4 separate regions of the Rattus norvegicus genome follow, and regions 1, 2 and 3 are each linked to region 4. The links are chromatin contacts, called in public Hi-C maps. All regions are on one chromosome and are shown on one strand. Each heading gives the region's core, a stretch centred on a gene start, on an enhancer-like site or on the middle of the called end of the contact. The rest is flanking DNA. Distances are from core to core; before and after follow the strand shown. Region 1 overlaps Arhgap26 (Rho GTPase activating protein 26). Region 2 overlaps LOC100911367 (a long non-coding RNA gene). Region 3 overlaps Arhgap26 (Rho GTPase activating protein 26). Region 4 overlaps Arhgap26 (Rho GTPase activating protein 26).

The links. Hi-C and Micro-C count contacts between places; a contact is called where the count stands out from the background.
Region 1: a contact with region 4 is called in a Hi-C map of the A7r5 cell line, with 8 times the contacts expected there. The contact joins two enhancer-like sites. A contact is called at or near these places in 4 of 12 Hi-C or Micro-C datasets (the A7r5 cell line, the Rat2 cell line, Schwann cells and 1 more).
Region 2: a Hi-C map of liver shows a contact between it and region 4, with 6 times the contacts expected there. The contact joins two enhancer-like sites. A contact is called at or near these places in 4 of 12 Hi-C or Micro-C datasets (kidney, liver, mammary epithelial cells and 1 more).
Region 3: a Hi-C map of the A7r5 cell line shows a contact between it and region 4, with 2.3 times the contacts expected there. The contact joins two enhancer-like sites. A contact is called at or near these places in 3 of 12 Hi-C or Micro-C datasets (the A7r5 cell line, kidney and mammary epithelial cells).

Annotation. Positions count from the first base shown.
Region 1 is chr18:31,465,827-31,468,526 of GRCr8, reverse strand. All of the region lies in intron 20 of Arhgap26 (Rho GTPase activating protein 26), which reads right to left. Among named protein-coding and RNA genes, the nearest start is that of Nr3c1, 150 kb to the left of the region's middle. Within about 2 kb of position 1,421, at least 13 of the 93 cell types and tissues checked have an H3K27ac peak or open chromatin away from gene starts, as enhancers often do. A contact at or near this core is called in the A7r5 cell line and Schwann cells, where this site is marked.
Region 2 is chr18:31,492,151-31,494,850 of GRCr8, reverse strand. All of the region lies in intron 2 of LOC100911367 (a long non-coding RNA gene), which reads left to right. Among named protein-coding and RNA genes, the nearest start is that of Nr3c1, 120 kb to the left of the region's middle. Within about 2 kb of position 1,365, at least 13 of the 93 cell types and tissues checked have an H3K27ac peak or open chromatin away from gene starts, as enhancers often do. A contact at or near this core is called in liver, where this site is marked.
Region 3 is chr18:31,407,183-31,409,882 of GRCr8, reverse strand. The region is part of intron 19 of Arhgap26 (Rho GTPase activating protein 26); the gene reads right to left. Among named protein-coding and RNA genes, the nearest start is that of Nr3c1, 200 kb to the left of the region's middle. Within about 2 kb of position 1,437, at least 17 of the 93 cell types and tissues checked have an H3K27ac peak or open chromatin away from gene starts, as enhancers often do. A contact at or near this core is called in the A7r5 cell line, where this site is marked.
Region 4 is chr18:31,237,096-31,239,795 of GRCr8, reverse strand. All of the region lies in intron 10 of Arhgap26 (Rho GTPase activating protein 26), which reads right to left. Among named protein-coding and RNA genes, the nearest start is that of Arhgap26, 150 kb to the right of the region's middle. Within about 2 kb of position 1,430, at least 51 of the 93 cell types and tissues checked have an H3K27ac peak or open chromatin away from gene starts, as enhancers often do. A contact at or near this core is called in the A7r5 cell line, Schwann cells and liver, where this site is marked.

The DNA of each region.
Region 1 (2,700 bases), core at 172-2,671, 230 kb before region 4:
TCATGGCCAAAACCAGAAAACTAAGTGGTACCAGGGGAGGGTCAAAGGAACAACTTGGGCTCAGAGGCCTGGTCTAATCTGTTCCTGTGGTAATACCACAGAACAATTCAAAAGGATTTACAAAATAGTTTAAAATTCCTTCTTTATTGAGGAAATGCCCGTAGCCTCCTAGCTCATCTGCACGGGAAGCATAGTCTGCGAATACAATATGGCTTCGGAGTGTTGTTCTGTACCCTCAGACAGCTCAGCAGTTCCTGGCCAGGAAAACATGGCTGAAATTATCTGTGGTGGGGGTTGGGGGTAGAATGCAGGGCAATTGTAACTTCTGTAAGAAAGAAGTGTCTTTTCACGTCTCTTGTCAACTGCCACAATATTAACCGCTCTCTTTAATGTCTAAAAGCATTTTATTAGCTTGTTTTAGTCATAGCAATAACATTTATTTGCTATGAAGTGACCAGAATTTAAAATCTATTACCACTGTGCTGGCGTTCATATAGTAATCATGCGCACACACACACTGTACAGTTCTTTTTATGATCTTTTCAACTACTAAAGCAATTATGCTTTTCAGTTTATACTTCAGAGGCAAGTCATAGATGTCCCTGTCAATAGCACCAGCACGCATTTTGATATGCTGAAGAGTGCTTACAACAACAGAAGGGTTGTACACATAGAAGTGATCCTCCAAGAGACACTGAGACATTCTCCTTTAGTTTTGATGGAATTCATACAGCATATAAGGAGGGACTTAAAATGAGCAGAGATGGTGATGGTGGTGATGATGATGATGGTGGTGGTGATGATAATGGCAATGATGGTAGCCCATATGTGTATAACCATCAGTTTCCTCTTTACTACAGCAACAACTGGCTATAGGTTATTTATTAAAATGACAAGAATTAACAACAAACAAACAAATAAAAACAAGTCTCTCACACTGTTACAATCCCAAACAAATCAGGCTGACAGAAAATGGTCAATTTCACCTTCGGCCCTAAAACCTCCAATAAGAAATTCTGGATTCTTTTCCCACTAATAAAGCCAAACATAACAAACAATAGAGGTTAGAATGGGAGGAAATAACTTTCTAACTAGAGTTTTAGCAGATGACCCCTATAAAGGCTTCTTACAGCCCTCAGCCCAGCTGGGTAGTTCCCAGTTGAGTATCCCAGCACATTCTTCACGCTAAATACTCCTGGAGTCCTGCCAAGCCTTCATAGGCCCAACTGTGGCAGTAACGGCTTTGACTTCAGTGGGGAAGGAATATTTGCCGGGCTGGTTTGCATTCATTTGGAAGGCTTGCATCGGCTATAGTGTGCTGGCCCATGGTGCCCTCAGGAGCAGCTCTCTGCCTAGGCTGTTCCTGTGACATCCAACACAGTGAAAGAGTTACAGTTTAGGCAGAAGATAAGCGGAAGGCTTGGCAGCGTGTGAGCTTGTGGCGGATAGTTCAAGTACAGTGTGGTAATGTCATCAGCTTGACACGCTGTGTGGTGAGTCACTTGAAGGATGGAGTCTGTGGTGTACCCGCCACAGCTTGTACTTGCCAAGCTGGGGAAAGCATTACCTGGGCAGGTTCCCAGGAGAGACAGCAGACCCTTTACATCGTCAGTCAGGGCTTGTGTGAGGGGAAGGGTGCTCTGACTGCAGACATAAGCTCACCGGTAAGAACAAAGTTTATCTTGGACGAGGGATGTAGGCCATAGCGTGTTTTATCTACAACATGCAAGGCCCTGGGTTCAATCACAGTATGGGAGACAGAGAGGCAAGAAAGCTTACCCTTCCAAATTCTTATAACCAGATTATGATTTTGTATAAACATGGAAACACACTTTAAAAAGAACAGTGGTGAAGTTACATATAATTTACAGAACTGATCATCACTTTACATCTTAGCCAATGCCTTCTGACTTTTTGGGATCAGCATAATATTATATACATGGCTATTAGGTCATTGTGTTGACGTTGTTGTTACTCAATATAAGGATTTCCATTGTCATTTAATAGGCTCTGGGGCATCTTCAGTGGCTACAGGGCATTGTGCTGTACGGTGTACCCAATTTATGTAGTCATTCTGTGTGCACATCAGGTCGCTAATCCCCTGTCAGCTGGTATAAATAGCGCAGCCATCACATCCTTATAGAGGATCGCTGCCGGTGTGTCACGGATTGTTTCCTTAGCATAAATTCCTGGAAGTAACATTAGTGGGTAAAAGGTTAGGGATCTTTTTTAAGGGTCATGCTATATCCTGCCAAATAGCTTTTCAAAAGAGATCTGGTGAGCGCATTCCAGCAGCACTGAGCACTGTCCTGTCGAGAAGACAGCTCGCTTCGGTTTAAGGTTGGCTTAGATTCCCCAGCCCTTTCCTCGTATGCCCAATGATGTACAAATGAGTGTGATCTCCTCTCAGTGCTCTGATTCTACTTGGAAGCAGTATTAATCTCTCTAAATTATATTAGCATTATGCTAAGAAGTCAGGAAAGCACTCGGACAGACGCACAGCCACACCTACGGGCACTGAATACCTAGGTGAGGGTGGGGCGGAGTCAAGAGAAACGGGAGGAGTGAGTATTCAGCTAGCCCAGAAGAAGACTAAATAGAAGGAAAGAAGAGAGGATAAAGGCTTCTGAGCCAGCATCGCACTGTGGAGACACTTGCATTTATTCCTCAGTCAGACGTGGCCCATGATCTGAAGGTTAG
Region 2 (2,700 bases), core at 116-2,615, 260 kb before region 4:
CTCTCTCTCTCTCTCTCTCTCTCTCTCTCACACACACACACACACCTATACACACACACAGATACCACACACAAACACACATTTTCAAACACACACACAGACAACATACACACAGAAATGTACACACTCACAACGCTCTGTCAAACACACATACACACACAGAGAGATACCACACACAAACATACAGAGAGAGAGAGAGAGAGAGAGAGAGAGAGAGAGAGAGAGAGAGAGAATCACTAAGTAGGCTCCTAGGTGGACCAGGAGTGTCCTCCTGACCTGTAGGCCTTCCTGTCAAGGCTGGAATTTTCACTTTTATCTGGTAGCCTTAATACTGTGAGCACATCACAGACACAGCATCACAGCAGGGCCTCCCAGGGAGGCAAAGCAGATCCACCCACCCATGTCCCTCTAGAGGCCCAGCTATACCACTCCACCCAAGGAAAGGTGAAAGTCTGAACTGGGCGTCTGGTGTTTCTCAAGCCTGTGTTCATGGGGCTGTTGAGCAGGTCTGGGTGTGGACTCGGGGTGTGCTCAGCTCTATGGGCACCCAATTCCATCTCACGGTTAGATTTACTGCCATTCCTGCTTAGAGCTGCCCTGGGGATCCTTTGTGAGAGCTCTGGGGTGAAGCCAGCTCAACACTAAGGCATCACTGTAGGGCCAGTCAGTCAGTGACAGGGTGAATCAGCGGGGGCTGGGAGAGTCTTCTCGTAGAGGACTCTGACAGACATAATTCCTCCCTGTCCTTAGAAGATGTAGTCATGGCTTCTTCTGGCTCAGAAAGGAGAGCAAATGTCAGTACTATAAAAATGAGCTTCGCTGGCTATACGGAGGCAGGCATTGGGCTTTTCTTTGTGTGAGTCAATTCCAGCATTGCTCAAGCCAGGACAGTGTTTGTCCACTTTATATCACAACATACACAGGTTTCTGTTTGCTATCTGAGGCAACTTTTCTAACTGACGCACTCTCCAGTCTCAACAACCAGTCCACATAAAGGAAGGGGCCTCATCCTGGCCTCCAGATAAGGGCTGGGGTAGGAAGAAGTGACACAGAGAAGCTTCTGGAACATGGGTTACAGCCCTTACTCTGCTCCACAGGTTCTATGCTGTCCCATTGTTCCAGGTCAGCGCTGTGGTACTGTAGACCCTGGGTTTATTCCTGAAGCAATCAAACACTCAATCTGATACCAGGCCAGAATACACGGCCACCACCAGAGAGGCTGGGTTGATGCCAAGCCATACAAACCTTGGGACTGGAGGGTAAGGGGCGTGTGTTTTTCTGAAGAAAAGTGAGGTACTCTTACCAGTAGAAAGGGTGCTGGCTGTCAGCAGATAAGAGAACAGCTATCCTCTCAGGGTGGGGGGATGAAGGGCCTTGCCCAGTGTGACAGTTGTGGATGGTGTGAACAGTGGGGTTAGCTGGGGTTAGGTCTACCTTGTTACTTATTAACTCTGTGACTTTGAACAAAGTTGCCTAATCTGGTATTTGTCTTCCTCATGGGCATAATGGAATAACAGCAGGTACCTGGTTCACAGGGTTGGTTTGAGAATTAAATAAGAGGGTGCAGGGGGAAGAGTCAGTGTGAGGCCTAACAAGTCCTAGCAGCTCTGTCACACAGACCTGCTCTGTCCTTTGCCATCCTCTTGAACACCTCAGGTTGGCCCCACACCTGAAGTCAGTCCCAGACTTGAGGTCAGTCCTACTCCTGAGGTAGGCCCCATCCCTGAGGTAGGCCCCACATATCAGATGGGCCTCTCAGGGACTGATAAGCTTTTCACTTTAGGAGTGGAGCCAGTACAAATGGGGTGTTCTCTGTGGCCTGGGACCTCAGCTGTCATCTACTTTGGGGTCCCTTCCCCCTTCACTAGTTCTGACTTTTAGGCTCAAGAAGGAGTTTAAATAGCACAAAATGATCTTTCATGGACACAAGATGATCGGGCTGGAAATACTTCTCGAGGTTCTCGCACAAGAAGACACAAGTCTGTGGGGCTTCCCTGGCCTGAAGTTATGCCCTCAACAGCTGGGGGAAAAAGAAAATGTTTTCAGAATAAAAAATTTTCACAGGCCATATTTCCAGTCAGGCAAACATGGGTGGGCCTCTGTGGGGGCTACTTGCGCAGTGCAGTCTCCAAGGTGCTGGGCCTGCCAAGCTCCAGCTGAAGTCCCGGACTGACCTGAGAACCTAGAGTATGTGCAGAAAGCCCAACAACTGCCGAGCAGACAGCCCGAGATCAGTGAAGCAAAGGTTTCAAGAGGAAAGACGGTTGTCACTCCAACTCACCCAGCTCTCATTCTGTCTCTGCAGAACCAGAGCTGAGCATCCCCAGAGGCTGTGCTCTTGAGAAGCTCTCTGCTCAGAAGACCAAGAGGGGGCTATTGACATCACTCAAGAGAGAGTCAAAGCCCAAACAGGGAAGGACAGCCCTTTACCAAACTTAGAAATGGTCCTGTGTGGGACATACACGCACTGAAACATAGCTGTGTATGAAGGGATTCCTAAAAAAGTTTTTGGAGACCATATGGATTGTAGAAGTAGATAAATTTATGCTGGGCTTATAGGTTTGCCTCATTCCTAGCTTGTGTGACTGCCATGAACAGTTTTATTACCTATTAGGCAGGGCAATTACACTGCTTCATGTGTCTTGAAGATCTGGGGAGGAGAAATAGCGACATGCTGAATACTCCCAGTGAGAAAGAAAG
Region 3 (2,700 bases), core at 188-2,687, 170 kb before region 4:
CTCAGGTATCCATCCCATGGGATCTCAGATTCTTCTTCAGCTTAAGACGGTTTTATTTTTACTCTGTGTATATGGCTGTTCTGCCTGTACGTGAGTCTGAGCCTCACAGGCACGCTATGGTAGATTCCTCCAATGCCATGTGTGTGCTTGGAATTGAACCCGGGTTCTCTGGGAGAGCAGCCCGTGCTTGTAACCACTGACCAGTTGCTGGAGTCTCAGAGTGTGGGTAAATCTGTGAAATGGGGAGAGTGAAGACTGCCCTGGACAGCTAGCTCGTGTGCTGTCATGAGGATCAACTGGGATCATACGCAGGAATGTGTCTTATAAACACTGGAATACTGCTCGAAGAGAAGAACTTTCTGTCTCTTCTCATCTTAAAAGCCTTGGACACATGGTTTGGACTTGAAAGATGTGAGGGATGATGCAGCTAAACGGCCTGGGTACCCTTTGTGGAGCAGCATGTCACAGACCTGGAATGTCTGTCCCTTCCCTCGTTCTAGACACACTGGAGTAGAAGCAGATGATTTTACTGGAAATTATTTCATTTGCCGAGAAATAAGTGGGTTAATTCTTCTGGAGCCTTCATATATGAGTTAGAGGCATGCTCCATCTCCAAGGGACAGACTGACATGATCATTTACAGAGGAACATTTGAACTCAGGTCTCTTTTAGTCAATGAAGGAGTGAGAACATTAAAATCTGCCATTCTTTGGGGGCTGGAGAGGTGGCTCAGTGGTGAGGGAAGGGGAGGGGCAGAAGGAGGAAAGAAGGGAGAGAAGTGAGGGGGAGGGAAGGAAGGAGTGCAGGAGGTGTACTAACAGGGCTAGTGATTAGGAACTTACTACCAAGAAGGAAAAGAAGTCCTGTGGCATACACAGTGACTACTGAGGAAGCAGATTCCACACCACAGCAGAAGGGGATAAGCCTCACCGCCCCAGGACCACAGAGGAGATGGCTGAGAACTTCTAAGGAGAAAGTTTTCTGATATGCTGACAGTAAGTAGGAAGGTGGACATGAAAGTAAAGATTGTTCCAGAGAAAGGGTCGGGGAGTAAAATCAAAAGCAAACTGGATGTTACAGTGGTTCTGCCAAACTGCACCAAGACAAACTTGAGGGCATTTGGAATAAATTAAGAAATGAAGAGAAAATGACTCAGTCATGTTACTTAAGACAGGAAGCCCCGCCCCTGTGGGCAAATGAGTACCTGATCCTCAGAGTGAAGTAGAAGGGTAGAAGACATCCTCGGGATGAAAGGGTACCACCCTTCACGTAGTGAGCTGGACTTCTGAGTCCACCATGACTCAGGCCAGTTCTGGCTGCCCCATTAGAAGTTAGAAATGGGCCATCTAGCTTCCTGGAGGAAAGGGGGTTACATGCTAGTGGACTTCAAAAGAGAGCAGCCACCAGTTATGAGTCACACTCCCAGGGTTGCTCCTCGGTTGGCTAGAGTTGGTAAGAAGGTTCTCCCTAACAAATCTGTGGTCAGTGATTGCCTCTTTGTGTATCAGTCACCAAAAGCACAGGAACGGGGAAAAGGGTAGATTGACAGTTATAACTATGAATCAGGAATATGCTGGGTACTTTTGTGAAAATATATTTTAAAGCGCTGAGAGCAGATGTAGAATTGGTCCTTAATGACTCAAACTACTCAAGTGTGAGCATAGGCTATCTGGCCATACAGTGTCTACTGAAATGACCTATGAGGTCAGAGGTCACCCACTTTTCTGAAGAATGGCCCCATGCATTCTGCACACCAAAGGCCCATGGATAGCCACACATTAAGCAAGAGAACATAATATGCAATCAACGTTTCTTCTGCTAGAATGGAGAGGGGTAGTTTTGTGGAACTGGATTTTGCAGGTGCTTCAGACAGGGACCTTAAAATCAAAGCATTGGTGACAGTGGGCAGCATTTATGTTTTCTGTACAAATCAGGAGCGGAAAACACAAGTATGCGACCAAATCACAGCGACTAAAAATGGAAAGCCACAGAGTAATTTTGGTGATGTTGTACTTGTTCTGAAGTTGCCATGGAAATGAGGAAGCTAAGCTCCTGCACTCCTCATATTTACTAAGCGACTTTAACTCTCTCTAATGGCAACTCTGTCCAGCACAGGAGGCGGGGTCTGTTTATCACAGAGCCAAACCCAATGCACAGGTCTTGGCAGGCTTGAACTCGCCTGGCCCTCTGAACACAGAGAACTGAAGGGTAAACATGAAACACAGATCCCCGTCTCTTCACAGGACATTTCCCACTCTGCAGCAGCCTGTCAAAATTTGGGCTAACATGCTATTTTTCCACAACATCAAAAAACCAGAGGACCCATGACTCTGCACAGACAAATCTCCCAACCCCACCGTCTCCACACTCACACGTGAGGAGAAAAGGGAGTTATCAGACAGCAGCTCTGCGAAGACTCAGAGTTTTATACAGAGAACAGGGAGGCACAAGCAAAACCCCCCAGAGGCATTCTCGTGCTGTAGCTAGGAGAGAGAGGAACACTCTCCGCTGCCTGTTAGAGTTTTGCAATGAAGTCTGCAATGCATCATCTTGACAAGATGGGATGATAATAGCATGGCAGCTTAATGAATTTTGCAATAAAAATGATGAATGCACAGCAGTTTCTGAATTTGCCATCTCTGGGAAACACCCAAGTACATGGGAAGCTTAGGCCCAAACGCCGTGACCGTGCAGTGCAGA
Region 4 (2,700 bases), core at 181-2,680:
GCTTATGCCATAATGCTACAGTGGCCTTATCTGTGACAAGCGTATGTGCCCTAGAGTCCAAGACTATCAACTTGGAGAGAGGAAGGAAGGGAGTAACCTTCCACGTACTCCCTAAGATGTTTTCCTCAGCAGCTTTGAATCAATAAGTTAGTAAGAGTCTGATTCTAATGAATGAATGGATCATAATCAGCAAAAGCCTACAGCACTCACCTCCTGAGAGGAAAGATTGGAGACCGAGGAGGACCCTGGCAATAGGGACAGTCCAGAGAATAATCACTGCCAGCCCCATCAGACAGCTTCACACAGAGTTATTTTGAAAGATTTTAAAGTCCTAGAAGACCAGATGAATTTCTAGCTTGTTAAACTTCATGGCCCGTGAACATAACTGCTACAGCAACAGGCACAGGTTACCACAGTACACCAGGAAAAAGCTTTGCTGACTAATGGGACGGGCGCAACGCAAAGTAACAGGAACCCTCGTTACCACTACTGAAGGCGAGCTGAGCAAAGCCCTCCTTACGTTGCCTCATCCACCACCCTCTGTGCCACTAAGGTTCTTTGGTCTCATGATGAACAGAGCAGGTGGAATTTACTGCTTCGTTGCTCTCCCTCTTGAGAATTATGTAATAACACATTTTTGGTGTTGAGTTGTTTTTTAAGCCCTACATTGAGAAGCTGGCAGATAAATGTGTGCACTCACCAACACATTTCACTGCACTGATTAGAGGACGGACGGCCGTTGCCTAGGTCGCCCTCCCATCCACTCCTCTAGCCAGCAAAACCCACTCCTACTTAAAACAGGTTCAGATAGCCAACGCTCTCACTTAATTAGAAGGCAAAACGAACAGACAGCTTGCTATCTATCCCTAAGAGCCAGGAAGCAATTCAGAAAGAATGATGCCCATCCCCCACTGGCCACTCCACCCCTGGCCATGCTGTCAGAGCAGCATAACACCCTCTGAGGAAGGAAAACCCATTTCCTGCCTGAAAGGTCAATGGCATAGAGACCAGCACTCCAACCCAACCGGCAGGAAGGCAAAGTCAAGTAGCATTTCAAACAGGCAGCGAGAAGGGGAGGGGCGGGAAGACTGAAACCAGGAAAAACAGTTCATCCGCTCTGTGGCTCTGTGAGATAAAGACTGTAATGGGACAGAGAGGCCTGGTTCTCTGCACAGGCTGGACAGAAGGACGAGTCTGCTGTCCTCACATGCATCATCCCGAAGCAAAGAATCTAGCATCTTGGTTCACCCAGCTAAACTGCCATATTTAAAGAGGCCTGACAAACTGGGCGGGCCAGCTAGTTGTTGCCAGAAAGTAGGTATGAACGATCTGTGAAAAGGGTGAGAGGAAGGAACTTCAAGAGAAAGAATGACTCACTGAAAATACTCTCTGTCTTAAGTAGTAATAGCCATATAAACTGTCGCTTCTACAGAAACCACACACGCAGCTGTCTTCGAATTACCAGTGTCTAAAGGACGAGTACACTTCATAGACCCACGAGCCACCAATGCACGTGCAAAACTGCCACCTAGAGGCCGAACACTCAAACAGCCTGTTACGTAAGATGGATCGATCCTCGTTGGAAAACAATCTCAAGAGTCACACAGTTTCACAAAGACACTCAAAACGACCTATTCACCATACTCATACCAAGCCAGACCGTAAACTACCTTCATTTAAAATTAGAATGGTTTCCTGGGGAGATCATAAACTGAATGTGGACATAAAACTTCCTCTTTTGTGGGAATCAAGTTAGGAAGCACAGCACTGCCTTCAGAATCTCCCCCTAGTGGGCCTTCTTCACAGGAACCCTTCCAGTGCCTCAAGTCACTCTCATATAAATCGACAAGGCTATGGGAAAAGAAGCAAGCTTACCGCAAGGCAGTGTGGAAGGACTTTTAGCAAAGGTAAGGTTTACCAGGAGAAAAATTAAGTCCCATAGTTCGGAGCATACAAAAACATTTACACACGTGGGACACCATCAGAGAGGGACACTGCTATATCCCAGCTTCAAAACAACCCCGGCAGTCACAACCAGCACCATCTTAGTACCAGTCCTGTGGCTAGTGAGAGTCAGTCCTGCCTTCAAACCTAGGGCTCCCTCTATCTCTTATTCAACCTACAATATGCATCCTTCTCTGAAAATACAACTTGGAAAGATGCTTGCTGACTGGAAGGTACTAATTTTTTTTTTAATTCAGATCTTCCATAAATGTCTAGCTTCTGTTATTCTGGCTTCACTTATACTACCATATCTCTACACAAAAGCAAATTATGTGTGTACTTGCTAGAGCTTTAATTTAATTAGCAGCTAACTAATGTTCTCTAGTCTCATTACTAAACTCCCAGAGGAAAAAATAAATAATGCAATTTCAAAACTGTACTCACCATAAAAAATTAATATTGGGCAATCATATACAATAGTGCTATGCTAAAGGCTGCAAGAAATTATGGTCTTTCTGCCTCTAAAAGCAAATCATCTGAGATAAACAGAATTAAACAGAAGTACCCAAAACATTTCAAACTGAACAGCTAGCCAACCAATACAAAGAAAATGTGTTACCTGGCTACTACAGGGAAGTGGCTACTACTGTGGGGAAGGAGGGCGCAGAATTGGCAGAATGTGTGTGAGAGAGAGCTGAGAAAGGTTCAGGAAAACTAGTTCACAACTGCTGATGCAGCATCTGCAGGAGAACTTCA